7 separate regions of the Mus musculus genome follow, and all the other regions are linked to region 1. Evidence: chromatin contacts called from public ChIA-PET, Hi-C, HiCAR-type, HiChIP or PLAC-seq and Micro-C data. All regions are on one chromosome and are shown on one strand. The core of a region is the stretch at or near the end of the contact, and the rest is flanking DNA. Distances in the headings are between cores, read along the strand shown.

The links. A called contact is a pair of places that touch in the nucleus more often than the background predicts. ChIA-PET counts read pairs in DNA pulled down with a chosen protein or histone mark. HiCAR-type assays count read pairs that join an accessible place to other places. HiChIP or PLAC-seq counts read pairs in DNA pulled down with a chosen protein or histone mark.
Region 2: a contact with region 1 is called in a Hi-C map of CD4 T cells, with 2.6 times the contacts expected there. The contact joins the promoter of Mrpl48 here to the promoter of Atg16l2 in region 1. A contact is called at or near these places in 3 of 39 promoter capture datasets (liver, neutrophils and pre-B cells), 2 of 484 Hi-C or Micro-C datasets (both in CD4 T cells) and 2 of 115 datasets of contacts at active chromatin or transcription factors (memory CD8 T cells and microglia).
Region 3: a contact with region 1 is called in a HiCAR-type map of astrocytes, with 2.7 times the contacts expected there. The contact joins the promoter of Rab6a here to the promoter of Atg16l2 in region 1. A contact is called at or near these places in 6 of 115 datasets of contacts at active chromatin or transcription factors (astrocytes, effector CD8 T cells, embryonic forebrain and 3 more) and 2 of 9 other capture datasets (adipose tissue and liver).
Region 4: an RNA polymerase II ChIA-PET map of memory CD8 T cells shows a contact between it and region 1, with 41 read pairs. The contact joins the promoter of Numa1 here to the promoter of Atg16l2 in region 1. A contact is called at or near these places in 1 of 39 promoter capture datasets (hippocampal neurons), 1 of 484 Hi-C or Micro-C datasets (CD4 T cells) and 2 of 115 datasets of contacts at active chromatin or transcription factors (memory CD8 T cells and pancreatic cancer cells).
Region 5: an HNF4G HiChIP or PLAC-seq map of pancreatic cancer cells shows a contact between it and region 1. The contact joins the promoter of Anapc15 here to the promoter of Atg16l2 in region 1. A contact is called at or near these places in 2 of 39 promoter capture datasets (erythroid cells and hippocampal neurons), 1 of 484 Hi-C or Micro-C datasets (muscle stem cells), 4 of 115 datasets of contacts at active chromatin or transcription factors (astrocytes, bone marrow-derived macrophages, embryonic stem cells and 1 more) and 1 of 9 other capture datasets (adipose tissue).
Region 6: a contact with region 1 is called in an RNA polymerase II ChIA-PET map of memory CD8 T cells, with 31 read pairs. The contact joins the promoter of Fam168a here to the promoter of Atg16l2 in region 1. A contact is called at or near these places in 17 of 39 promoter capture datasets (the 3T3-L1 cell line, 3T3-L1-derived adipocytes, the C10 cell line and 12 more), 1 of 484 Hi-C or Micro-C datasets (cerebellum), 5 of 115 datasets of contacts at active chromatin or transcription factors (astrocytes, effector CD8 T cells, large pre-B cells and 2 more) and 1 of 9 other capture datasets (liver).
Region 7: a Micro-C map of embryonic stem cells shows a contact between it and region 1, with 3 times the contacts expected there. The contact joins the promoter of Phox2a here to the promoter of Atg16l2 in region 1. A contact is called at or near these places in 1 of 39 promoter capture datasets (embryonic stem cells), 3 of 484 Hi-C or Micro-C datasets (all in embryonic stem cells), 2 of 115 datasets of contacts at active chromatin or transcription factors (embryonic stem cells and pancreatic cancer cells) and 1 of 9 other capture datasets (pancreatic islet).

Annotation. Positions count from the first base shown.
Region 1 is chr7:101,300,223-101,304,093 of GRCm38.p6, forward strand. It overlaps Atg16l2 (autophagy related 16-like 2 (S. cerevisiae)), which reads right to left and starts at 1,866. Exons shown (of 18, transcript NM_001111111.1): 1 at 1,679-1,866. The coding sequence starts at 1,805.
Region 2 is chr7:100,581,007-100,584,877 of GRCm38.p6, forward strand. Mrpl48 (mitochondrial ribosomal protein L48) reads right to left here and starts at 2,124. Exons shown (of 8, transcript NM_198831.3): 1 at 1,984-2,124. The coding sequence starts at 2,004.
Region 3 is chr7:100,605,627-100,609,497 of GRCm38.p6, forward strand. Rab6a (RAB6A, member RAS oncogene family) reads left to right here and starts at 1,960. Exons shown (of 8, transcript NM_024287.4): 1 at 1,960-2,667. The coding sequence starts at 2,598. It also overlaps a transcript of Mrpl48 not described here.
Region 4 is chr7:101,967,772-101,971,642 of GRCm38.p6, forward strand. It overlaps Numa1 (nuclear mitotic apparatus protein 1), which reads left to right and starts at 2,072. Exons shown (of 25, transcript NM_133947.3): 1 at 2,072-2,198.
Region 5 is chr7:101,894,527-101,898,397 of GRCm38.p6, forward strand. It overlaps Anapc15 (anaphase promoting complex C subunit 15), which reads left to right and starts at 1,805. Exons shown (of 6, transcript NM_027532.4): 1 at 1,805-1,924; 2 at 3,207-3,291; 3 at 3,416-3,545. The coding sequence starts at 3,269.
Region 6 is chr7:100,704,570-100,708,440 of GRCm38.p6, forward strand. It overlaps Fam168a (family with sequence similarity 168, member A), which reads left to right and starts at 2,066. Exons shown (of 9, transcript NM_001362169.1): 1 at 2,066-2,324.
Region 7 is chr7:101,816,242-101,820,112 of GRCm38.p6, forward strand. It overlaps Phox2a (paired-like homeobox 2a), which reads left to right and starts at 2,072. Exons shown (of 3, transcript NM_008887.2): 1 at 2,072-2,473. The coding sequence starts at 2,257.

The DNA of each region.
Region 1 (3,871 bases), core at 616-3,115:
AAAGGGTGAGCCTGTGGCAAAGGCAGAGCCGCTTGCCAACAAACTCCCGACATACAAGCTACCTCATACTGGGATGGCTGCAGGAGCCCAGGGGTCTTGGGAATAAAGAAGCCTCTGAAGGCTGGGCTCTGCCCCTTCCTGGGGGAATATCTGTATCTGGCAAAGCCTCATCACAGCACAGGCCCACAAGCCCACCCAGGAGACAAGGACAGAAAGACCACCAATGCTGGGGACAAACATGGCTAGGTAGCACTTGAAGAGAGAACAGAAGGAAAGCAAGGGGCCTGGGATTAGTTCACCTCTGCCAGGGACAAAGTCTGGACCCAGAGCATGTTGAAATAAACAAAACCACCTGTGTATGGCCTCCAGCAAGTCGCTTCCCCTCCAAGACCTCAAGGTTTACAGTTAAGTAATTCTCACTTCCACGCAACAGCTTCCCCCAGGTCAATATTGAAAGCCCTTGAGCAATTATCGAACAAATCTTCCCAAGATAGGTGGTTAGACCTTGGACCCCCTCACCCACATTCCTTCCAGCTGTTTTGTTTTGTTTTGTTTTGTTTTGTTTTGTTTTGTTTTGTTTTAAACCAATTCCAGGCAGACTGAGGCTGCTAACCTCAGGCCAGATCCTCACCTCCCTTCCTTCTCTGTCTGAGGTTCCTGGACCCTGACAAATTCTCAAAACTACCTGAGACCACAAGGCATTGCAAGCACCCCTACCCCGGCATACAAGGTCACAATGTGCCTCATTTGCAAGTAAGAAATCTGAGGTAAAGGACTTGAATTACCCCAAACCACAGACCTGGGTCTCTAGGTTCCCAGTCTTGCAGTTCTCCTGGGTGGTCCCTCCCTTAAACCGATAGTCCCACTGCCCATCAGAGCAGTTGGAGAAGTGGGGTTGTCTGGAGGTAGAGGTATCCAACCCCAAGAGAGGGCCAGCCCTCACAAAGTTCCAAGGAAAACAAATTTGATTGCGTGGGTGCATCAAAATTAGCACCAAGTGAGGAAGAAGTAGGGAGTATGGTTAGACTTTCAGCCTCAAACACACAATCACAGTCCACCAAAAGGCAGTAAATACAGATGCACTCCAGTGTTCCTCGGATGGAGTGCACACATCTCCTCCTCCTAGCCAAAGTGCCCAGAAATAACCACATGAGAATTTAACTTCCGCCGCGCGACAAACAACCTAAAGGAACCCGGAGCCCCATTCGAGCTACGATCCGCTAGGCACTGAGGTACTCCACGAACGTACGCCAGTATAACCTATCCGTACCAGAACCTACCAGAGACTTTCGCTCCTTCCTTTCAGCTACCGTGGCTGTTCTGGCCACGCCTGCCTTCTTTAACTGGGCTCTGGGACCAAATGGACTGACCAGGCCTTGCCCTAGGGACGGCCTGAAAGAAGGACTCGACAAAACCATCACTGAGACAGAGCTTGTGTCTAGGATGCTCAAGGGAGGCAGAGCTGAGTCTTTGGGGCTAAGCAGCACCAGAGCTGGAAACAGCAGGCAAGCCAATGCGGAGAGGGGCGTAACAGGTTCCAAGACGCAAAGCCCTCGGGAACCGTGACGGCGCCGCTGCCCTGAGTCACAAGTCGAGTGGCGGGACAAGCCCTCTCCCCGAGCGGGGAGTCCCACCTCCTCAAAGCCAGTCATCCCCGAGCCCCCAGGGACGCACTCACAAGCCGGCACTAGCTCCAGGAAGAGCGCCTTTTGCGTGCGGTCCCGATGCCGCAGCTGCCGCACGATGTGGCGCTTCCAGACAGCGGCGGGCGCGCAGGGATCGCAGGGGGCGCCAGGTCCTGCCATGGCCGCCGAGTCCCTAGCGGCCGCGCAAAGCTCCAGCCCGAGCAGGGGGGCGGAGCCTCCCGGGGACTCCATGACGTCAGGGCGGCAGCAGCGGGGAATCCCCGGGCTGTACCAAGCGCTTTTGTCGGGGAGATCTGGACACCTCAAAGCAGGTGCTGCTGCGGCCCAGCAAAAACCCTCAGTCCCAGAGGTGTGCGTTTCTGTCCCGGAGTAAGCAGCAGGGATTGAAGCCTCCCTGTCGCCTGTGGGCGCGTCCAGGGCGGGGCCTCAAGGTCGCCTTCCTTAACCTCTTGGTGCCTGGACCAGTGTCAGAAGCTGAGGATGCAGAACTCACTAAGTTACCCCGGAAGGGGAGACCCTACCACCAGGGGCTGTACAGAGACAAGCACCAGGCACAAGCAGTCTAAGAGAGAAGACTGCCTGAAGGAGCCCCACTGTCACCTACAAGGTGACAGTTGAGTGGGGGTTTATGAAGGACCAACTAAGACCGTTACCCAGAGGGAGCGGAGACAAAAGGACTCTTAAGCTCTGGAAAGAACAAGTAGACATGGTCTGATGACATGAAAATTTCCAATGCAGGCGGGCGTTGGGAGTAGCTCAGCGATAGGGTTTTTGCTAACCCTGCGCGGGGGCCTAGATTCAAGGTCCAGCGCTTCAGAGTTGTTAGGACAGGACGCAGAACTGTCCGTGGGAGGAGCAAGATTTAGAGGTCCAGTTGGTAGCAAAATTTAGGGCTCTAAGAAAAGACTCCGTTTATCTGGAAAACCCCAGGCTCAGAGGAGAGAAGAGGCTTCCTCGTTTGCAGCTGTGTGTAGTAGGGAGCTGAGCTAGCCAGCAACCCAGAGTTCTAACTCAGGGCCTATCTGCTGCCTCTCTTGGACAGCACAGACATCTCTTGTGGGTACATTTGACAGTGAATCTGGGCTCACGGGGAATTGTAATGAAATTGTCTCTAGCAAAGAATTCTGCAGATACAGGCTGTGGTAAAGAATGACAGGAGAGGGCTGGTGAGATGGCTCAGTGGGTAAGAGCACCCGACTGCTTTTCTGAAGATCCGAAGTTCAAATCCCAGCAACCACATGGTGGCTCACAACCACCCGTAATGAGATCTGACTCCCTCTTCTGGAGTGTCTGAAGACAGCTACAGTGTACTTACATATAATAAATAAATAAATCTTTAAAAAAAAAAAAAAAGAATGACAGGAGAGACTCAGTGGGCCTAGCCTTACAATATGACATACTGAGGAAGGTTCAGCTTCAAGCCCTGTTTTTAGCTAGGGAAGGCAGACCTGGTTATCCCTAAGAAATAAACCGATGGGAGGGAAAAGGCAATATCAGGAAGCCCTCTAGGCCCTGCAGGGGACAAGCCTTGAGATACTGGGGTCTCAAGTTGGGGGTCTGTTACAGGACTTGAAAAACAGTAAAGGCAAGTGACACCCCAGGGGAATATGTATCTGTTGTTCGGTGAAGCTATAGTGAAGCTGAGCATAATGGCCCATGACTGTAATCCCAGCACTGATGCCAGCCTGGGGTACATAGTAAGTTCCAAGCCAGCTTGGGTTACATAACAAGACTCTATCTCAAAACACTACAAACTGGCCTCAGTCCCCCTTGTGTCTGTCTTGGATACCCCCTGCCTTTGCACTGTACTGTGCCCAGTATTCCTGCTGGAAGTCTGGCTCTGCTCACACATCATATCCAGAAGCACTTCCTGGGGCCTGAGGCTTCTGTGACAACAGCCCCCCCCCCCCAATCCCCAGGTCCTACACAGTGTGCTGCATCTTTAGGTAGGAAGTCATGTTGTGGCAGGTTTTTTAATAATTGTAAAAGATTTCTTTTTAGGCGCGCACATGTGTGGGTATGTGTGTGTGCACGTGCACGAGTGCAGGTGCATCAGAACCCCTGGAATTAAAGTTAGAGCCAGTCTGACTACTAATGTGGGTGCTGGGAAACTCACTCATGTCCTCAGCTAGTGCCTCAGACATTAACTGCTCTTAACCACTGAGCCATCTTTTCAGCACACCTAATGCCTTTTGGACTCACAAAATGCTGCTCCAAATTTTAAA
Region 2 (3,871 bases), core at 874-3,373, 720 kb before region 1:
TGGAGTGTCCTGGAGCTGAAGTTACATACAGCTGCTAACCTGTAGCTAGAAGAGTTGCAAGTGTTCCTAACCACTGCACCACCTTTCACGAAAGATCCCTGAGAAAATCAGCCCTTGCTTAGATTCATGCATCAGAAAGTTCAAATTGAACTGGATGAAATGACAAATACCTGTAGACTGAGCTACTTAAGGGACAGCAGTAGGAGAATCACTAGAACCTACAAGTTCAAGGTCAGCCTTCAAAAAAAGTGAAATACTATCTCAATGAAAGGAAACAAAGTAGTCAAATTCAAAAGAGAAGGAAGAGATGAAGAGGCACCAAAGTGGAATCCCAGAAGCTTCACGTTATCCTCACTGTCCTCAGTCGGTACTAGAGCTAATGCCTCAAGTATTTGAATACAAAAATCAATGCTTTCAAGTCTTTTTTCTAAGTTCTCATAAAAGTTGATCTTGTTTCTAGTGTTTCCTTTGGCAGCATTCTTCTACTATGACTGTATCGACTCTCAAAATCTATCTTCATGAAGGTTATTAGGAACACAGATTTTATAACTACTGACATTTGAATTTCCACACCTTTTCTGTCAGCTAGGACTGCTTAATAATAATATGTGAAGAGCAAATAAAACTAAACAAATGACTACAAAATACCAACATTCTTATTAGCACCATCCTTCATCCCTTACAAAACACCCATTCCTATTTGCAGTATCCTCTATTATACTTTTGGGCTTGTTTTTCTTTTTCTTTTACTTTTTGAGGTCAGGTTTCAAGTAGCTTAGGTTGGTTGGCTTCAAACTAAATCTATAATCACAGCTGTCCTTGAACTCCTGATCCTCCTACCTCTGCCTCCCAAGTTCTATGATTAAAGACACTACCCCAATTCCTGGCTTTGTTAGATGATGGCCTTAGTGCCAGGTTTCCATGGATTCTTCTGCACTATTGCAAATTATATTCCTTGCATACTGATCTTCTCTTCCTTCCTTGGAAAGAAGATAAATAGAACCAGAGAATAGAATGGAATGTTGAAGTTTATTTCTATTATCTTTGCAGCAGACCTGTTATCACAAATTGGCTAAAGAGAACTAGTGGGTCCCTTCATGAAGGATGGGATGAGAAACTCAAATTTAGAGACATTCAAGGGTAGTCCCACATCCAAAAATGGCAATGACCATATTGATTTATACATACATTATGGTGATAAAGTCTCTATAATTAATGCCTGGAATAAAACCCCAATACGAAGAGAACAGGAACAACAACAACCTAAGCAATATGACACAAGTGGAAAAGACCAACTGAGATCTGGTAACTTTGTTAAGGGAAGAGAAAAACAAGGACCAGATTTAAGAATGGTAGTGTGGCTTGGGGTAGTGATGCGTACTTGTTATCCAAGCACTGGGGGGAACTGATGCAGGAGACTTGTGTCATGAGCAGTCTGGGCTACATGATGAGACCTCGTCTCATAAAAGGAAAGAAGGCTCACCTGGTTCTGCAATAGTCTCTTAATATTTTGGAAGCCAAGAGTAACAAAACGAAATGGTTGGTTCGCTCGGTTTTATGAAATGCTCTCAAATAAGATTTTGTAAGCAAAAGTGTAATTTATCATTATTGTATTCCTCTTATCACCGAGTAACTTCATTCACATCCCAACCACTTCAGCGAGGATTCTCTTAAAAGATGATTAAATGTAAAAAGTAGATGACCTGCCCAAGGTCAGACAATTTAAGGGGACGATATTCCGTGTGTGGGGACTCTCCCTTTCCTAGGCACGAGGCAGCGAGGGTGACAAGTGGAGGGGGCGTGGCACGAGACTGGCAAGCTCGCCCTGGGCCGGGGAAAGAATTGACAGTGAGGCGCCGCAGGGACTGCTGGGAAAGGCCTGTTCGCAGAGTCCTAGGCCTAAACGTCCGCACGCAAACACCTTCCAGCTCTGCTTTCCCTTCCGCTTTCCTCAGCTCCCTACGTGCGTGGAATCTGCGTTACCTTTCCCAGGGTTCCGCTCATTCTCGACCACAGCGGCTTCTGAGCAAACCGAAGATCCACCCTAGCAATCACGACCCCAGGCGTCTGGAAACAGGGCCGGAAAGGTCTTCATCACGTCCGTCCACCAAATCCTACCGAGACGCTTTCTGCTCACGCAGCATCTTGGTTCCGGAAGTTTTTAAAACCCAAGGGATAAAACTCTCCCCAGATTCCACCCTCACCCCAGCTCCTGTCACCTTCCCTGTGATTTCTCTGGGCAGTATGGATTGCCGTCTTTGTTACCGAGTGCTTTTCACATAATTTTGGTATCTCACCTATGAGACTACATATTATTTAATGTCTCTCTTCTCTATTTTGATTGAATTCCTTTAGGACACAGATCCTGTCTGGTTAATTTATTCCAGCGTCTCGTATGCAAATCTTGACTTGTTACCTCGACTTTGGAGCTGATTAACCCCAGGTGAACTTTCCTAGCGTTCCATATCCTCATAGTAATTAAGAATAATTATCTTTTATTGAGAGGCCATGATGTGCAATACTTTTCGTTCAGTAGCTCACAGTTTTTTTTTTCTTTTTTTGTTTTTGTTTGCTTGTTTGTTTGTTTTGGTTTGGTTTTTTGAGACAGGGTTTCTCTGTAGCCCTGGCTGTCCTGGAACTCACTTTGTAGACCAGGCTGGCCTCGAACTCAGAAATCAGCCTGCCTCTGCCTCCCAAGTGCTGGGATTAAAGGCATGCACCACCAAGCCTGGCTTCTTCTTCTTCTTCTTTTTTTTTTTTTATTAGATATTTTCTTTATATACATTTCAAATTTCAAATCTATCCTGAAAGTTCCCTATACCCTCTCCCCGACCTGCTCCCCTACCCACCCACTCCCACTTCTTGGCCCTGGCATTCCCCTGTACTAGGGCATATAAAGTTTGCAATACCAAAGGACCTCTCTTCCCAGTGATGGTCAACTAGGTCATCTTCTGCTACATATGCAGCTAGAGACACGAGCTCTGAGGGTACTGGTCAGTTCATATTGTTGTTCCACCTATAAGGTTGCAGACCTTCAGCTCCTTGGGTGCTTTCTCTAGCTTCTTCATTGGGGGCCCTGTGTTCCATCGTATAGATGACTGTGAGTATCCACTTCTGTATTTGCCAGGCACTGACATAGCCTCATATGAGACCAGGGTCCCTTCATCAAAATCTTGCTGGCATATTCAGTAGCTCGCTTTATTCCTCACAAGCCTCCCGGAGAGAAACTGCTCGATTTTACAGACAAAGGTCTCTCAGGGTAGACCAGGCTGGCTCTGAATTTGTATTTGCCTCCAAGGTGCTTTGATAACAAGCTTAGGCCACTACACTCAGCTACCAACTATTTAATTAGCAATACCTTTTGCCAGTCCTTTGATGGAATCCTGGGAACACAAAAATGAATAGCTTGTGGTTCCTGCCCTTAAATGGCACATTTAAATCATTACAGAGCAATAAGAAATTCATGTCACCAAGATAGGCATATAAACTCTGTGTACAGAGGGAGTACCTGAGGCATACAATAAAGTCAGCATTGGGTGAAATAACGAATGTGCAACGGTTACTTTATTTTGCTACTGTTGCTGTTTTTAACACAGAAAAAGTGTCAAAACTAGTAAATAAGGGCTGGAGCATGAGTGGTAGTGGGGTACATCCTGGTACTGGGAAGCAGAGGCAGGTGGATCTCTGAGTTTGAGGCCAGCCTGGTCTACAAAATGAGTTGCAGGACAGCCAGAGCTACACAAAGAAACCTTGTCTTGAAAAAAATAAATGAAACAAACAAAAACGAAAAATAAAGGGCTGGAGAGATGGCTCAGCAGTTAAGAACTCTTGTGGCTCTTGCAGAGGACCTGAGTTAGGTTCTCTGTCCCTA
Region 3 (3,871 bases), core at 710-3,209, 690 kb before region 1:
AGTTTTTTTTTTAAAGATAGATTTATTTATTTATTTATTTATTTATTATATCTAAGTACACTGTAGCTGTCTTCAGTCACACCAGAAGAGGGTGTCAGATCTTATTAAGGATGGTTGTGAGCCACCATGTGGTTTCTGGGATTTGAACTCATAACCTTTGGAAAAGCAGTCAGTGCTCTTACCCGCTGAGCCATCTCTCCAGCCCTAAAAGGGTTTTAATATGTCTGAACAGAGATATCTTTTTAAGATATTGTCCCATGAAATGTTGAAGAATGGCAAAAAATTGTGCAGATGCCAAATTCTCTAATTCAATGGCACCTAACTTTTTTTTATTTTTCATATTCTATGAATAGACTTTATTTAGAACTCTTTTCCCTTCAGTGATGCAAGGTTTCATGCAGCCTAACTTTGATATGTAGCTCAGGCTGGCCTTAAATTTAGGATCCTCTAACCTGTATCTCTCAAGTGCTACGATTATGGGCATGCACCACCATGTCTGGCTCTAGAAGTTTCTTAGGTGTCCTAAAGAGTAGATTTTCTCTCTCTCTCTCTCTCTCTCTCTCTCTCTCTCTCTCTCTCTCTCTCTCTCTCTCTCTGCAGGACCTCACTCTGTATCTTAGGCTAAGCTGGAACTAACTCTATAGCCCAGGTTTGCCAAGCCCTGACAGCAATCCTCCGCCTTAGCTTCCTGGGGGTTGGGATTACAGATGTGAAGCACTAGATAGAAAATTACTAGATTTACAAAGGCCATTATAGAAGTTCCCATATACCACTCCAGACTCCTCTATTAACAGCTTACTTTAATAGGACTGATATGTTATAATAAATCAATCAGTACAAAATACTGTTATTAACTAAAATTCATGCTATACTCAAATTATTTTGTTTTTGTCTGATACTCTCTTTTTAGGGATCCCATTCAGATGAAAAGTTACATTTAATTATGTTATGTAACTGTCCACATTATGCTTAGTTCATGTTTTCTTATGGCATTCACCTTTATCTTATTGGATCTCAAATCTGGTTGACAATTGGAAATGCTTCAGATGGCAAATTTAAGGAAGCCCCACTCAAGCACATCCAGAAGTGCTGCTTTAAGGAGAAAGGATGATCTTTTAAATACTCCTTCTGCAGATTTGTGATTTTGTTGAGGCAGCCCTCTGGAATGTTGTGTGACCTTTTCCAAAGCTGCACCGCTAAGTGGGCAGTCATTTCATATCTGTAATATGTGGAGTTTGGCTTATATGATATCTAAACTCATTTCTAGCATGTAGACGATGGTTATCGTCTGATGTTATGGGCACCTAAAACAACGGCCACTCAACAGAAGATCACGCCAACAGACACTAGGGAATTTGATGGCTTAACGTAAGGAGGTAGCAGAGGTTCAAATAAAACCTTGACTCCATGACATGACTACGTGGATTTTGCAAGTCATTTCCTTCTGTTGGACTCCAATTTCCTCACCCACAAAATGGAGAGGACTTGTTTCTGGTAGTTATGAAACTCCACGGAGTAACGGTGGGAAATCTTATATACACGAAGATGCCGAGCAAGGAATTACGTTTTAGAAGGCTAGGGTAAACGGGTGAAGGGCTAAAGTGAGGAAGGAGAAGCGACGTTAAGGGTTTAGCACCTACAATACACCTTTGAGCGACCCAACCCCACCCACGCATTGCTGCGGTCATTCCACCTTGGTTCCGGCTCCGCCTCCGTCCCACCTTCTTTTCCCTCCTCCTTCCTCCAATCGCCTTGCGTCGCGCCACACTTCCTATGGCTGCCAGAACCCCACACCTTCCTCCGCGCGAGAGTCGCGCGCGCGCTCTCGCGTCGCCACCTCAGTTAGCAGCTGCCTGCCCTCCGCTTTTTCTGATTGGCTCGATTTGTCACTGACGTAAGCGCCCCCTTTTTTTTCTCCCCCCCTTGCTTACCCGGAACTCGGTCCCGCCTCCTCCCGGCTTCTCCAGACGCCAGTCGAAACCTGATCGGCCCCTTTCTCCACCGCACGGGAGGAGCCGGGATTGCTGGCGAAACCAGGAAAGCACTGGCGGCGACGCGCACGCACGCACTCACGCACGCACGTCCGAGGCCGGCAGGGCGGCAGGCTCGCGCCCGGACTCGCCCCGCATCCGCGCCAGAGGCTCGCGCACTCAGCGGGTTGTGCTGCGGTGGTGGCGGCGGCGGCTGCTGTGAGAGCCCGAGCACTGCGCGTGCCGAGACCCAGACGCGTCTGCGGCGCTCGCCTCGCCACCCTCCTCTCTCACCTCAGTCTCCGCGCCGCGTTCTGAGGGAAGGAACGGCGCTAGGCTAGCGAAGCCCGAGCGCACCGCTGGCTGCCTCCGACACCGCCCTGCGTCCCTTCGCGGCCGCGGGCCCGGCTCGGTGCTAGGCGACTCTGCGGGGAGGCGGCGGCGGCGGCTGCCGGTCGGTGGAGGCACTCTCCCTTCAGCCTCGCCCCTCTGCCCGGCCCTGCAGGGGCCGAGAGGACTCGGAGGCTGCCCCTTCAGCTCGGCCCTCTTCGTTAGCGGGTTGGAGCTGCAGCGGTCTGGAAGAGGTCTCTGGGCTGAGGCGGCGGCGGCGGCTCCTCCGGCTCCATCATGTCCGCGGGCGGAGACTTCGGGAATCCGCTGAGGAAATTCAAGCTGGTGTTCCTGGGAGAGCAGAGCGGTGAGTGCGCGACTCCCCCGCTCCTGGCAGCCGGCCGCGGCTTCCCCGCACCGCCCCCAGTGCAGCCCTTCTGGCCGCTGAGGCTCCCCGCCGGCCTCGCTCTTCCTAAAACCCCCACCCCAGCCTTTTCCCCGGGTCCCCCGACTCCTCTTGTCCCTGTCCCTGGCTCCTCCTCGCTAGGATCTATCAGGCTTGTAGCTTAGATCTCTGATCCTCGCCCGGACTCCGCCGCCTGCAGCCGGGCCCTCTCGGGCCGCTCTGTCCTCCTCAGTCCTCACCCCGCCCAGCCTCCTGTCCATCCCTTTCTTCCTTTGCTCTGCGTGGTCTCCACCACCCGGGCCGGCTTTATGGGGCCCCACCCTTATTCCTTGCTCTTTTTCCGGTTCCCATTGGAAGTGAGGTCCCACTCCGAGAAGCCCCCAACTCTGGAGAATGGGCCCCCTCTTCAACCTTGGATGAAGGAGGGTGGGATCTGGGCGTTGTTTTCCCCTGAGGCTTGGCTCGGAGTTGTACTAGTCTCTCGGAAGGTGAGAGAAGAGGTGGTCATGGAGAAAAACAATTCTTGCTCAGTTTACACCTAAATGAAGAATTAGTTAGGGTTAGTGAGCTAATATATTTTAACTGAAGGAGACTTGAAAAGAGGTGGCGTTGCCAGTGATGATTTTGGTCCCTTGGGTTGGGACTGGTTGGAAATCCTTATTTTTCTATTAATTTTCGTCATTGACAATTCTTTTGGCTATATTGATGCCTTTTCAGTCTCTGCCAGATGCTATGTCATGATCAGTTTACTTTGAATTTTTCTCATCTCACTTCCCTCTTTTCTCGTTTCAATATGAAATATTTAAGTATCTTCATGATGATACAAGCAAGGATTAACGGGTGAAATGTTAATTATTAATTTCTTCTTGAGAATTTTCCAGTTACATATTTAAGATGTATGTGAGAGGCTTAGAATAATGCATCTTTGTTTTGTAGGATTGCCTTTGGGTAATAGGGTAATAGATCCACCATCTAGCTCTCTAAATTAGATTAGAATACTATTTGAGTTAACTGATTTTTTTTTATGTATACCTAATATTTCATAGGGTCTTGTGAATGAAATTGTAATGTCATTTGTCTGGTCAAGGTTCTGCAGTCACTGTGCTTCCTAGTGGATACAAGGTTCTAATTTTGTAATGGTTGCCACGAAGATTACTTCTTCCAA
Region 4 (3,871 bases), core at 822-3,321, 670 kb after region 1:
TGTGTCTTTTTGTACATGGTTATTAAAAATAAATCCAATCACTGGGTGTGGTGGCACACACCTTTAATCCCAGCACTTGGGAGGCAGAGGCAGGCGGATTTCTGAGTTCGAGGCCAGCCTGGTCTACATAGTGAGTTCCAGGACAGCCAGGGCTATACAGAGAAACCCTGTCTCAAAAAAACCAAAATAAGTAAATAAATAATAAAAAAATAAATCCAACCATAAAAACATACATACAGTGTAGGAAGTCCCCAAGTGATTGTCCCCAGTAATCCACTACTGTTACCAGTTTAATATTGGAGGGATTGAGATTTGAAGTGTGCCTATAAAGTAAAAGCCGAGAGAGGAACTGGTGGGGAAAAGGCGGTCACACTGAAGGTACCATCCTGTTCCAGGAGGAATATCTCTAGCTTCTTTAGCACTGGTAAACCTTCTGCTGGGACACCCTGGTGACAGAGACCAACCTTTGTGAAGCATCCACTAGCACCTTCTGTGCTAAAAGTCAGTGTGTTGGGCACCTTGCGAATGTTACTGAGTTCATGCTTGTACTCTTAAAGCAGAGGAGGCTATGCTTTCATCTAGGAATCTGAGGAATCCTTGCCAGGGTTATGTAGTTAGCTGCAAGTGATTTGTGATATGTATGTAAGATAGTCACTTTGTGGCTTAGCTTCCTCATGTCTACAGTTGAGTGGTAGGGCTGGAGAGATGGCTCAGCGATTAAGAGCACCTGACTGCTCTTTCCGAGGTCCTGAGTTAAATTCCTAGCAACCACATGGTGGCTCACATCTGTAATGGGATCCAGTGCCCTCTTCTGGTGTGTCTGAAGACAGTGACAGTGTATTCACATAAATAATAAGTCTTTTTAAAAAAGTCATCTTAAAGTTGAGTGGTAATTTACCTGCTTCATAAAGAGGTGTTGAAGCCTAATGAAATGATGCCCAATAGGTCAGTAGGATGGTTTGAGGCATGTTAGTAGGTTCTTAGTAAGCATTAGCTACTATCTATTATATCCTGTTTCTTCTTCAGACCCCCATCTCCTCCTCACATGTGATTCACATATGCCATGTACTTTCTTCCCGGTACAGTTGCTCCTCCTAGTTTTGTCTTGTTTGAGATAGGCTGTTACTCTGCCTTGGCTGGGCTGGAACTCTAGTAGTGAGTGGATCAGGCTGGCCTTCTGCTCCAACCTCCCACTTGCCAGGACTGTAAGCACACAGCACCATGGTGGCTTTGAGTCTCCTGCTTTTTGTCAGCTTCTTTCTCCTCAATGCTTCTCATTCCTCTTTTAACTATTCTCTACCATCCGTGTCCTCAACACCTTCCTATCTATTGGGTAGCCTCCTAGCTCACCTTGCTGCCAGAGAACCATTTTGTCAGGTTAATCTGGCTCATACCACAGCTCTCTGTTAAAACCATCCCAGATCCTTTATTTGAATCCTTGAAGTTCAAGATTTCCCAATTCTGACCTCAGTTCACCTTTGACACCTGGTCTCTCACTGCTACCACACCTTTCTGCTTTCTTCTCCCTTTCCCGAGAGGAAAAATTTGATTTTGTGCTTGAAGATCCAGATTAAAATATTACTTCAGTTTTCTAATCCTTCCCTCATCTAAACTGGTTAGTTTCCTTACATCTTTTATATGAGTTAACATGTACCATCTTGGGATAAAACTTGTAGTCACTTCTGATCTGTGGAATTGTAACCCTAGCTCAGACGTTGGGTATAATTCTTGTATGGGTATTAACAATATTTAATAGCAATACATTACACATACTTCATTAAATGTTTCTAGTTGTAAAGTGAGGGAATTCCTTTAACTATCCCAGGAGGTGTCCAGTGGGTGGCAACGCTGTCGAGATCTTGTCTGAGTGTGACATTTCTTTTAGTCATATAGTTGCAGCAGACTCTGAGGATGATGAGTCCCTGTGCCTGTTGAGGGCTCTAGCCAGCGCCTGCCATACTCAGAACTGTGCCTTGGCCCCTCGGCCCCTCCCCACAAATGCCCACAGGAACAGCGGATTAGGTTCTGGCAGCACAGCTGGGATTTTGGCGGCCATTCCAGTCAACAATAGCGCAGCTATCGGGACAGAAGAGCGAGGCCTACGCTCCGCGGCTAGAAACTGCCTGGGCCGCTCGTTTGGGTGGAGGAGTGGGAGGAGCAGGCACACAGCATGGCATCTTGGCCTTGCTACGCAGAAGGTAGGGGCTGAAGAGATTCCCTGCGGAGAACAGGCTAGGGTGGCCAAGTCCTAGGGCGGGCAGGCGGGCGGGCAGGCAGGGCGCTCTGAGGAGGCCTGCGCTTTGTGTGGCGGGGAGCCGGCGGGCGGCCGTGCGCCTGCAGACACGCCCCCCTCGCCGCGCCGCAGGAAGCTGCCCCTGTACAAGGCCTGCGCCGTGCGGCTCCCCTGCGCTCGGCTCCCAGGCTTCCTCTGCGCCGGGCGCCTTTCCCGCCAGGGGCTGGCCGTGGGTTCGGCGGCTCTGGGCCTGCCCGATAGGGCTGGTCTCGGAGGTGGACAGGCCGTCACTGCTACTGCCTTAAGCCCTGCTGGAAAGCAGCGAAGGGGGAGTGTCCTGGCCATCTCAGGTTGGTGAGGCCGGCCACCGCGGGTGCGTTTTTGTGTGTTTACGCCACAGCCTCCAGCCCTTGCTGCGCGTGCTCTCCCTTCAGCAATGGAGCCTGCGGGCTTGCGCCCTAGCCACTCTCCCCGCCCCCGCACGTCCTGCTCAGTTTTTAGGGCACGGGCAGGCTTCACCTGGGTCCTCCTGGTAGGCGTCGTCCCCCCCCCGTCCCCCCCCCCCGAGCTCTTGGCTTCGCTGTTGCTCCCAGACCGCGCGGAAGCTCGCTGTGCCTTTAAAGAAAGCAGACTCCTGGCTGTGACGCACTTCTGGCTGTCAGCCAGGAAGATTGCTTCTGCCTGGCCGACTGAGAAGAAACCCAACAACTTTTCTTTTGTGTGTGGGGTTACTTTCCACTGCCCCCCCCTACCCCTGTCCTTTCAAGATTTAAATGCTAATGGCGGATTAAAACCTGTAGATACGTTTGGCTTTAGGAGTCCGGTAAGGCCCCCAGCACTAAGACTTTTTCTCCCTCACTCTTTCTCGGGTTAGTTTTGTTTTGTTTTGTTTTTTCAAAAAAATGGACGAGAGGGTGGGGTGGTTCATCCCCCTCACCTCCCTTTGCTGCGCCATCCTTAGAGGGGAGGGAGAGGAAAGGGAGAGCAAGTAAACACTGAGAAACAGGCGCTGGCCCTGCGCAGAGCTTGCCAACATCCGGGAGTTGGCGCCTTTCTTTCCCCTCATAGATGTCAGCGTGTTTTTGTTTGGAGGGAGTAATGTGTGCGCCTGTCCTAGAGCTATAGAGACGGCCCAGTAGAGGGCTTCCCTGTTTCCTTGTGTGGTCCTAGATGTTTTTGCGGTGTTGGACAATGAAAACGTGTCTTTTTTTATTTTTTATTTTTGTCAGCTGCCAGGGATCTGAGTGTGTGAATGTAGTGGTTGGGGATAGGTGCTGATGAACTGCCCCAGAGGGCTGTGTATGTGCGCTTGCGCAGGCACTTCACACAGTATCTGCCTGTAGGCCGCAGTCTAGTTCATGATTGCAACTTTTCTGCTAACATTTTTCCGATCATGACCTTACGAATATGGGGGAAAGGACTAGGTGTCAGTACTGTTAGCTCTGATTAAGCCCGGCAATGTGAAAATAGACTGACCTCAACAGAAGCAGATTGTCCTTTAATTAGAACAATGAAGGGCAGCAGGCTCTCTGGGGAGTGGAGGCTGAAGAGATACAAAGGGCTTGGGGTTTTATAGGGCAGAAAAGGGAACTTTTGAAGGTTGGCGATTGCATCTGCAGATCTGTACTCTGCAGTCTC
Region 5 (3,871 bases), core at 555-3,054, 590 kb after region 1:
GTCACTACATCTAGTTAACAATTTTTTTCTGATGCACATTTATTTGGTGTGCAAGGCAGCAGAGAACTGCTACAGTGTGCACATGCAGGTCACAAGACAACTTGTGAGAGGCAGCTTTCTCTTTCTACCATGTGGGTCCAGGGATTGAAGTTGGGTCCTTGGTTTGTTAGCAAGTGCCTCTACCCACTGAACTATCTCACTGTCCGTTATTTTTATTTTTAAAATTTGCACCTGTTTTTGTGAGAGACAGGGGCTTATACATTTCAGGCTGGCATTGAGCTTGCTACATAGCCCAGTCTAATCTTGAACTTCACATCCTCTTGTCTCAGGTCCCTGAGTGCTACAATTTTAATAAGCAGAGCTTGCTAACGTTTGAAAACGTTTGAAGCTGAAGCTGACCTCTTGGGCCATACAATCAGATTTGATAGGAAGCACATACGGAACCTCTTGAACAGTTCTATCTCATCACTCTTCACCAGAGCCAAGAACAGGAGGAAAACCAGGCAGATTATCATGCTAGTTACAGAAGAAACAGCGTAGACAAAGAATGTACAGGCCTGGGGAGATACCTTAGGGGTTAAAGTGCTTGTTGTAAAAGAAGCCAGGATTGGTGTTTGGGTCCTCAGAACCCACATGATTGCTGGATGGTTATGGCAACCAGCCTGTAATTTCTGTAAAGACAGAGAATTCTCAGAGAACCTGGATAGTCAGACCAGCGATAGCAGGGACTTGTGGTATTGAATAAGAATAAGATAGAAGAGCAATTGAGGAAAATTCCCAGCATCACTCTTGGGCCTACACATACATACACATGCATACACACACACACACACACACACACACACACACACACGATGTTCAAACACACATATACATAAGATAAAATTTTAAATAGATAAAAAAGAGGCCAGCGTGGTGTTACACAGCTTTAATACCAACAGGAAGACTTCGAAGCCAACCTGGTCTAGATAGTGAATTTCAGGCCAGTTAGGAATACGCAATGAAACCTTGTCTCAAAAAAGAAAAGTAAATATTATGAATATGATGTAGTTCCATGACAGAGGCTTGTCTAGCATGTTCAAGGTATCCTCTCAGAAAGAAAAGAATGGATGCCGGGCAGTGCTGGCGAATGCCTTTCATCCCAGCATTTGGGAGGCAGAGAGGCAGAGGCAGAGGCAGAGGCAGAGGCAGAGGCAGAGGCAGAGGCAGGTGGATTTCTGAGTTCCCTGTCTCGAGAAACCAAAATTAAAAAAGAAGAAAAGAGGGGCTGGTGAGATGGTTCAGCGCTTAAAAGCATTGACTTCTCTTCCAAAAGTCCCGAGTTCAAATCCCAGCAACATGGTGGCTCACAACCATCCGTAACGAGATTTGATGCCCTCTTCTGGTGCGTCTGAAAAACAATTACAGTGTACTTACATATAATAAATAGATCTTGGAGGAGTTGGAGGAGGAGGAGGAGGAGGAGGAGGAGGAGGAGGAGGAGGAGGAGAAGGGTTCAAACAGAAAACCGAGTCTGAGAGAACAGAAGGGAAGAAACAGATGTTTCTTGGAACGCAGCAGCACACACGGCATCCACACAAGCGAACATTTCTGGAAACCATACTATTTCGAGGAGATTAACACGCAAACACCGCCGAGTGGCAGGAGGGCGGGACTAGTCGAACGCAGGCGAGGGGCTAGCCTGGAGAAACCCTGCCGCTGGAGATTCAAGGAGGAGCTGACAGGTAGGCGGGGCAAGCGAGGGTCCTCCCCCAACTAGTACGTAACTAAAGTACATCAACATCACTTCCGGCTCGGTGTTGAAGCGGGAAACAAAAGGAGACGCAAGACGCATGCGTTAGTGAGTCCCGGATTCTGGTGGGTTCTTCCGCTCAGACCTGGGGAAACGCTTCCGGGTCGCCGCCGGCTGCCGGCTCTTGGCGCGGTAAGTGCGGAAACGAGACTGCTGCCGTTTCCTTGCTTGTTCTTTCTTCCGGCTTCCAGAGAAACCCAGTTCCTTTGACTCGCTTCCCTAGCAGTTCATTTTCCCCATTTTTACTCTTAAAGACATCCTGCTCACTGGCCGTTTCCTAGAGTCTAAGCCCCACCCATCGCACATGGTCCGTCATGCATTGGTTTCACTTCCTGTCACCCAGCATTTCTTGCAGTTAATTGGCTTCGGCCAGGCCGCGCGCATTTTGCGATTAGCATCCCTATAAGGTCAAAATCCTGACGGAGACCCGCCCCTGCCTCCTTCCTGTTGGTCAATCTCGCAGTCATTATCATAATGAGCAAAGAATGGGCGGTGGTGGGTAGAATTTTAGTATATAAAATCTGTCAGTGCTTTCGGGATCGTGGTGGACGCGCCTTTTTTTTTTTCCCCCATCACACGGACCTGGGGGGGCTTTGGTCTAGGGAATGACAGCGTCTAGTTCTGCGTGGGTCAAATTAAGTTGGAACAAAAGCTAGAGTAGGGCCGGGTGTGGGGGCTGGTATACGCCTTTAATCCCAGCATCCGGGGGCTGAGGCATGCGGAGCTCTGTGAGTTTGGGACTAGCCTGGTCTATATAGAGAATTCCACGACAGTCAGGGCTAAATATTGTAACCCTGTTTCATTTACTAAAAATAGGGGGAAACACCAAGGTAGACACCAACTCTATTTTTTCCTGTGCCCTTCCTACAGTGCTGGGCCAGGATCCCTGCCTTGCGTAGGATTTAAGCCCCCATCGAGTGTGTGGCCAAAGTCAAGCTCTACATGTCACTGGGTTTGTGAGCCAGGGCGTTTTAGTTCAGCTTCTTGGTGACCTTCCTGGTCAGCAGCTTCAGCCCACAGAGTTGATTTTGTTCTCTTCCATGTTAGTTCATTCTTCATTTGTTTGTTATTTACTCATCCCTCTGAGAATTTCTTTTATCCTTGGTTGTGTGTACTGCAGTTTGACTGGTTGGTGAGAGAGGTGGTTCATGTCCACACCATTTTGCACTGGTTGGATGTGACATGAATCAAAAGAGCAAAAAATAAGTTTTGTGGTGCGTGTGTGTGTGTGTATTTAAAATGAATTTTACTAGATCTCTGCTATTGCTAATCTTGTGCATAATCACAATGCCACATTCCATCTCTGGCTCCCAGTCTCTTCTCTCTTTAAGCAACATACAGCTTTACTCATTATTTTCTTTGTTTGTCGTAATAACTGAGGATGATATAATTTTAATTATCCCCATTCTTACAGATGAGGAAACTGAGGCCCAGAGAGGTTAAGTGTATTGGCCAAAATCAAAGAGCTAGTAAGTGATGGAGCCAGGACTCAAACTCAGGTCTGTCTGATTTCAAGAGGGCAGGGCAGCTTCTCTGCTACCCACCCAATCCACCCTATCCCTAAATCAAATTTCAACTGCATCAAAACAAAACAAAACATATTCACGTGACCCTTTCCCTCAGCTTAGGAGCCATGTCCACCTTGTTCCCGTCACTCTTCCCTCGTGTGACTGAGACACTGTGGTTTAATCTGGACCGACCCTGTGTGGAGGAGACAGAGCTGCAGCAGCAGGAGCAGCAGCATCAGGCCTGGGTGAGTGAGGACCCAGTGCAGCATGGAGGTCTACCACCGGGCCGTGAGCTTGCCTTACGCTGGAGACCTGCTTAGAAAAAGGTTCCTCTGTGGGGAATAGTCAAGCTGAGTTTTGGGGGATAAAGTTCTTATTTTGTGGCACCCTAACTCGCTGAGGGACCATAGGATTTCGGGGGTAGATTAGATAGATGTCAAGCCCCTGACAGCCTAGGATCTTTTCTATACATCACAGAACTTAATAATTTCACTTTCACCAGAATTATATGAAAAAAAAAAACAGAGGCCCAAAGACTTTCCATATGTCTATCAATTTTATAAGGAACAGA
Region 6 (3,871 bases), core at 816-3,315, 600 kb before region 1:
GTGGAAAAACAGATCTCTACGCATGTCGGAGGGATTATCTAGATTAGGCTGACTGAGGTGGGAAGGCTTACCCTAAATATGGGCAGTGCACGGGATGGGGTTCTTAGATGGAATGAAAGAGAGAACAAGCATCTCCCTCTCACGTGACCTGCTCCTGGGGCCTTACTGCTTACACTGATGACGTAATAGTTCTGTGCTATGGCTCAGTGGGAGATTTTACTGTAGGTCTGAGGGAGAGTTCAGCTCGAGGCATCTGGAAGAATCCAGAGCAGAAAGAAGAGTGGTAGAATGAACATGGCCAACAGAATGGACTTGGCTATGAGGTGGGGCAGGGAAAGAAAGAGAAAGAGCTTACCAAGAAAGAGGGGCAAGAGAGAGGAGGCCAAGAGAGCCCAAATATTAGGGTTATAGGATAATGAGAAGCCGGGGGGGGGGGGGGAAGCCCATGAACTGAAGAAATTTAGGGTCATGTTAGAGCCAAGGAGTCTGTAACAGGTTCTTATGAAACTGAGGGATCACTAAGCGGTGCATGGAGGTCAGAATGCTCTTTGGTATGCTAATAGCCAGGCACCACAGGTCACTATTTGTCCTGAATTTCTTTTGGACCTGACACTTATCTTCCCTAAGATAAAACTGTAAATTACAGTAAACCCTTCCTTCCTTCCTTCCTTCCTTCCTTCCTTCCTTCCTTAAATTGCTCTTATCAAGTATTTTGTCTCAGCAACCAGAGAAGTAACTAATACAGTACACAACTACCATTATTTTAATAGTGGGATTTACAGAAAGGTAGACACACAGTCCTGAAACACTGTTTAGGTAAACAAGACCCAAGGAAAGTTTGTAGGTGGGAAATCAAGAGGTTGTTGTATTTGGAATATCTATAGCTGTATCTGTGTGTGTGCGTGCAAGCATGTGTGTGTGTGTGTGTGTGTGTGTGTGTGTGTGTATGCATATGAAATAACCTTTTATGTTTAAAAAACGGTGTGTGCTTCCTTAAACAATTCAGACAGTATAAAAGATAAGAGGAACCTGAAACCTAACAATTCTTTCTTTAAGATAATCACTGATAACATTTTGGAGAATCTCTTCACTGAAATCTTTACGCTTTTATATCCTCGAACTTCAAATAAATCGAACCTGTCTAATCTTGCTGTTTTTGCTATCAATTTGCCCCTCTGACAAGAAATTGTGAAAAGCCTTTCATGTCTAAAGATATTTACCATCATTTTAAATGGCTGCTTAGCATTACGTTGAATACATACATCACTATTTATTAAATCAGCCCTCTATTGATGAATATCTACATCCTTCTCAACTCATATTCAACAACCTCCTATAATAACCGTGGGCATTGTTTTCCAAAAATTTTTGATAATCTTTTTAGATTAAATACTTATAAGTAATGTAAATGTAAACAAATGTGCTTTTTACATGAGGATTTAAGTTGCAGACTTGTCCTCTGATTTTCAGGGATGCCAGGGAAGCTGATGCAGCATTAGTTCTGGCGAGACAGTGACAACGGAGATGGCGAGGAGAGTACAGAATTACAGGTGATGTAGCCAATCTAGGCCCAAGCTCAGTGGGTTGGAATAGTCCTTCCCCTTTTTCTCTCTTTCACTTCTTTTTTTCTTAACATGGAGGAAGGACTGAGAACTGCATGTCCCAGCATTTCGCAAGGACCACACTCCTGGGAACTGTAGTACCGGGTCTGAGAGGGGTCCGGAAGGAGAGAATGGGAAACTGTGTGCGGCATGCTGGGAGGTGTAGTCCCTTGGGCGGAAAAGAGTGCATGTGTAGGTTGTTTTGCTTCATGGAGATGAGGCTGCGGAAATATCCAACTTCCCTCCCAAGAGGCCTTTGAGTTTACAAAAGCCCGTGGGAGTCCATTGTCTGTGACCCAAGAGGGTGCGGTCCAGGACCGGAGCAGGGTTGGGAGAACCAGGCCGCGCAGGGCCGTGGCAGAGCATGCCGGGAGTTGTAGTTCAAGAGCTCGGAGGCTGTGGGACGTGTCGGGACAGCGCGCCGACTCCTCCTCCCCCGCCCTTCTCAGCGGTCCCCCGCCCCCTCCCTCCGCCTCCTCCTCTCTTGCCTGCAGCCGAGCGTCCCCTTCCCCCACTGTCGGGTTTCTCCGCGGCTACTGCAGAGGATTCAGATCTGAGTAGCTGAGGAGAAGGAGGAGGAGGCTCCCGTCCCTGCGCGCCATCCACCACCCTACTGGACACGGACGAGGGAACGAGAGCGTCGCCGCTGTAGCCTCCAGAGAAGACAAGGGCATCGCCGCTTCAGTTGCGGCCGCCGCGGTTTTCGTCTGCAGCAGCTCGCCGGTGAGGAGACCCCCCCTCCGCCCCCCGGCCCGCTCCCGTGGAGCCAGGGCTGGTGGCGCCGGGGAGAACGAGGGTGGGGGCTGTAGGGCCCCCGCGCCGGCTTGGGGGAGGGGACCGAGGTGGCGATGGAACGGCGGGCTGGTGGGGGAGACTTGTCCGTACGCGGGCTGGGAGTGGGGTGAGGGTGGGACAGCAGCAGGTCAGGGAGGGTAGCGGAGGGGGGTGAGGGGGTAGGACTTTACATGGAGGGATAACCAGACCAGGGATAGGAGCATGGGGTGTGTAGGGTATTGAGGTGGAATTTGGGATTGTCTTGGGGCGAGGTGGAAGGTGAGATTGGAGTGGGATGTCTTTTAATGGGGGATGGGACTGAATGAAGGTGATGATTTGGGGTTGGCCTGAAGCAGTTGACAGCTTGTGATCAGAGCGGGGTGGGGGCTAAGGAGATGATTTCAATGCCAGTGGGATATAAACGTTGGATGGGACTCTAGGGAGTGCTAATTTTGGAAGGTGGGACTTGGGGTGGACCTGGGGAAGGAAGATGGAGATGGTAGGAGCTGGGGGTGAGGGCTTTGGCATGGGTTGAGACCCCAGCTTGAAATGGGCTGTTGTCTTCTGGGGATGATGGAATTTGTGAATACTTACGGAAATAGGGCTTGGAGAGAACAGAAGAGGTAGGAATTGTTTGGGGTTTTCTTGAGGTAGGCTGCTGCTGGAGGTTTGAATTTGGACTGGTAGTGATGAGACCTCCAACTACAGGAGATGGATGGATGAGGTAAGCTGACAGGAGGGAGTGAATTGTAAGTTGGGCCCCAAATAGGAAGACAGGGATTGAAATTGGGGATGAGGGCTCAGTGGAAAAGGATTTAGGATGAGTTTAGAGTCTCTGGAAGGAACAAGGTGGCTCCCCTGAGCGGAAGTTGGAGGTAGAGGATATGTCAGACTACTCAGCTGGACTCAACTAAAATAATTCTGGCAGGTGTCGAGCAAGGTTAGTGGATGGTATCATAAAGAAAATGTCTCTCTGCCAGTTTTGCAGAAGAAATGTCTGTGATAAGCTGGTTACCTGTGGTGAGGTGGCAGCGGGGATGGAGTGGGTCAGTTTATTTAGGAAAGGAAGGATTAAGATGTCCTCCAAGACACACCAGAGGTTTAGGGGTTAGAACATTTACATCAGCTGCTTGGGTGAGAGACAGTAATAACAAGACCATTAGAAGGGTCTTCACAGGGGACAGAGAAGGTACATTAAAGATTCTCCTAGAGGATATCTCATGCTATCAATTTGACCTTTTTGTTTTACGTTGGAATTGTCTGGAAATAGCAGCCCCAAGGGTAAAGTTATGAGAGAGCCATTTAAGGTAGAATTAAGGGAGAGTGGGGAGTCTTGCAGTTCCTATGTCAAAAAGGGAAAGTTGGGGGCTCTCAAAGCAAAGGTGGGAGAAGGTGAAACTGTCTCTGCTTTCTCCTTTCCCCCTCCCCCTGGTAAACTGAAACTAGTCCCGGAATTTGGAATTTAAATAGACTTTGATGAACTTGAGGTTGTTAAG
Region 7 (3,871 bases), core at 822-3,321, 520 kb after region 1:
CACAGGGGGATCAAGGCCACCTGGGATACAGGAGACCCTATCTCAAAAAACTACATAGGTAGATAGATAGATAGATAGATAGATAGATAGATAGATAGATAGATAGATATCAGAAGGGTAGCTACCAGAAGGTAGGGAAGGTGGTTAGAGAGTTATTTCTTCATGTATGGAGTTTGGGTTATACAAGATCAAGAATTATGGAAATAAATATAAACAAGACAGTGATGCTGTATTGTCCAACATGATGAGAACTAGCAACACTGAAATATACAATTAAAATAGCTATAATGGTAAAATTTGTGTTTATGCATATTTTAACACAACATACCCAAAGCAAGGGAAAATGGCTTGGAAACACACACACACATGCGTGCACACATGCACACACACACACACACACACACACACAACTCCAAAACTCCTGACATAGAATACTTACAGAAACCGAGGCATGAGTCAAGCAAAGAATAATTAGCCTGGGAAAGGGACGGACCCGAGGGTTGTGGTCCCACTGTGCTGGCAAACATGAGGAAAGAGGAATTCCAGGAGAGTTTCTCTTAATCCTAGAGGATTTTGTTTGGTGACAAGGACATGGCCCTCTTCTGGCTTCTTTTTGGATCTCAGACTTCCCATCAGCAGGACTTAGTGTAGAAACCTGGGGACTTGGGGCTGGGGACTAATGAGGAGAGGTTCAATTCATCCTTCAGGAGAGCCAAAGAGACAGAAGGGGGTTTCTACTCATCCTCCAGGTAAAGATGCTAAATGTATTCCATTCACCACACAGCCTGGAGAGCTGGGGAAAATCCTTGGAGGGTCAATGACCTGGCTTTTCCAGAAGAAGGCAGGGACGACTCAAAGGGGAAGAAGAAAGGCACTGAAGGAGAGAGAGGGAGTCATTACCATAGTCCTAAGGCTCAGCATCCTACACAGACACAGTTACACACACACACACATACACACGCACACGCACACGCACACGCACACACACACGCGCGAGTCCAGAGGTCACAAGCTATTGGAGAGGACAACAGAGCTGAGAAGCCGGGATGGGAGGGAGTGGCCTGGACCCAGCAGGTGCAGGCTCCTGTGGCCCTCAAGACAAGAGACTTCTCAGAGAGAGAGACTTCAACCCTGCAGCCTTCTCCTCTAATGCCTTGCCAACCCCTCCCACCCCCAGCCTCTCCACCACAATGTCTTGGTCGCCTTCGGTGCTCTGGTCACAAATCCCAGCTCTCGGGGATGTCCTTTCTCTCCACTCATCGGCCTCTGTTTCGCTGGTCTGTTTCTGTCCTTGTTAGCCTAAGGCCATCCTGTGTGTGGTCTCACTGTGATTGTCTCTGATTTGTTTCAGCCTTCTCTGCAGCTCCATCACAGCCCTGGTTGCAGTCCACGTCCATGTTCATCCGTGTCCCTCTGTCTCCATGCCTGTCTTTCTCCATCCTGCTGGCCTCCTCTCTCTGCCAATCTCCATCTCCACCCCTGCCTTTCTCTTCTACCGCTTCATCCTTGTCTTCCCTTACTTCTATTTCGAGGTCTGACCCCTTTTCTCTAGTCTCTCCATACCCACGTCCCCTCCTTGTCCCTGTCCCAGGCTCCTGTCTCTTTCTCATCCCTGTCTCCATCCCCCTCACTCTAGGGCAGCCTCGGCAGTCCTCGCAGGGATAGGACCTAGCTGGGGGCGGGGCTGAAGGGCCAGATCGGAATAATTCGGTTATCTGGGAGAATTGAATTAACTTCTTCACACCAGCACCGCGGGGCCTGCCTCCCTAGCTTCCACGGGGCCGCAGGTGGGAGGCCCAGGAACGAGGTCGGGACCCTCCTGCTGGGCATGTTGTGTAGAGATCGAAGGTCTAGGCCGGATTGGGACAGGATAAGGGACTCTCGGATTGGGGTCCCACGATGCTCCGCCTGCACCTCGGGAGCCCTAAGAGGGAGGCCCTTTGGGGTGGGGGACCCGAGGTGGCTAGGGGCGGGGTCTGGGCCGCTCAGGCCCCGCCCCGCGGAGCTCGCCCCGCCTCGCCCCCTCCGCGGGGTCCTGCGCGTTAAAAGGCGCGCGGGCTGGCAGCACTGCACTTGCGTTGCACCGGGGCAGAGTGCGGGCCGCGACGGGGCGGGCGGACTCTCGGGCGCTCAGAGCCGGTCTCAGGTCCTCTGCGCCTGGAGCTCGAATCTCCATCCCGAACTCCACCCAGCCCGGGACCCCGACCCCAACCAGACCCGGCCCTGCCCGGCCCCCGCCCCCGCCCCCTCGGGCCGATGGACTACTCCTACCTCAATTCGTACGATTCGTGCGTGGCGGCCATGGAGGCGTCCGCCTACGGTGACTTCGGCGCCTGCAGCCAGCCTGGAGGCTTCCAATACAGTCCCCTGCGGCCTGCCTTCCCCGCCGCTGGGCCACCTTGCCCCGCGCTCGGCTCCTCCAACTGTGCGCTTGGCGCCCTACGCGACCACCAGCCCGCACCCTACTCGGCAGGTGAGCGCAGTCCCATCCCAACCCTACCTCCAAACCCCACCTCCAAACCCCATGAAACCCCAACTACCTTTCCTACTCTGCAAGTAATTGTGACTGAACCCACAAGCCACCCCTACCTATGCTGCTGGCTAGACTCCTCCAGTGTACTTTGAGACCCCCGGTAATAGGAGTTTCTTCTTGGCAGGGATGAGCCGCACCCTCTTGTTCCAACGGTTCCTCTTTCTCAATGCCAACCCCCTACCCTGTGCCTTTCGTATCAAAGAAACAGGTCCAGTCTTAGGCCTCTCATTAGGCCTTCCCCTCCCCACCTACAAAGGTGACCACCAAACCTCTCCATTCCCAGAATCCTCAGAATTGGCTTCCAGCTCAGTCCAGCCAACTCTCATTCTTACCACCTGTGTCTTGGGTGATGCCACCCTCAACAAAGATCCCTGCTGCCGCTGAGCTGCCCAGATGGCATCCTTCCCCCAGCCTTGATTCCTTCTTTCCAGCCTCACCTTGCCCTGTCTTAGACCTATCCTGCCTGGGCCCAAACCTTACTGCACCAGCAGAAAACAAAAAACAAAAAAACGGGTCCCATAGCCACAGAAAAGGAGCCTCTATCATTTGGACCACTTTCATTCCCACATTCCCTCCCATCCCGGACGACAGCCCTTGAAATCCCAGGAGCAGATAGATCCTCCACCCTCGAGTCCTTTGATCCAAGCAAGTCCCAGTCCAAACCCTCAACGTCATTTAGCCTTTTAGGTATCCCTATGCCTTCTGTTAGTGTCCCAGCATGCCCCACCCGGCTTCCTCCTTTCATAATCCCCCCACCCCCAAATATCACTGGAACCCGAAAGGAGGTCTGGGGTTTGTTGGGGAGATAAATACCTTAATTTAGAGAAATAATGACCTTTAAGAGGCGGCCGTAGACCAAAATGGGGTTAGGAAGACTGGTGGTGCTGGGCCAGGCCAGGATGGGGATCCCATAAATGGGAACAGGAAATAGGAAGATAGGACCCTTGAGAAAAGGGTCTGTGAGACTGTGGATGGGATAAGGTACGGAGAGATGGAAACACAAATGGAGACCCTGAGAGGAATGGGTGCATAGTGTTGGAAAACAGAGATAAGAACCAGATGGTGGGAACACACATTATGGAAGATGGACACCAAACGAGCCTGAAAACAAATACTCGAGAGGGAAAGAAAGATGGAGTGCAGAAGAGAAGAATTTGGGAAGATGGGACCCCATGAAAAACATGGAAATTTAAACCAGACTTAGATACAAGGATTTAGAGATGGTGTCTGCGTCAGGTGTTGGAAGATGGTGAGGGAGGGGCTGGGACAGGACTTAGAGGAAGTGGGACAGAGGTGACTGAGTGGGAGAAAGGGGACAAAGAAAATAGAAAAACTTGA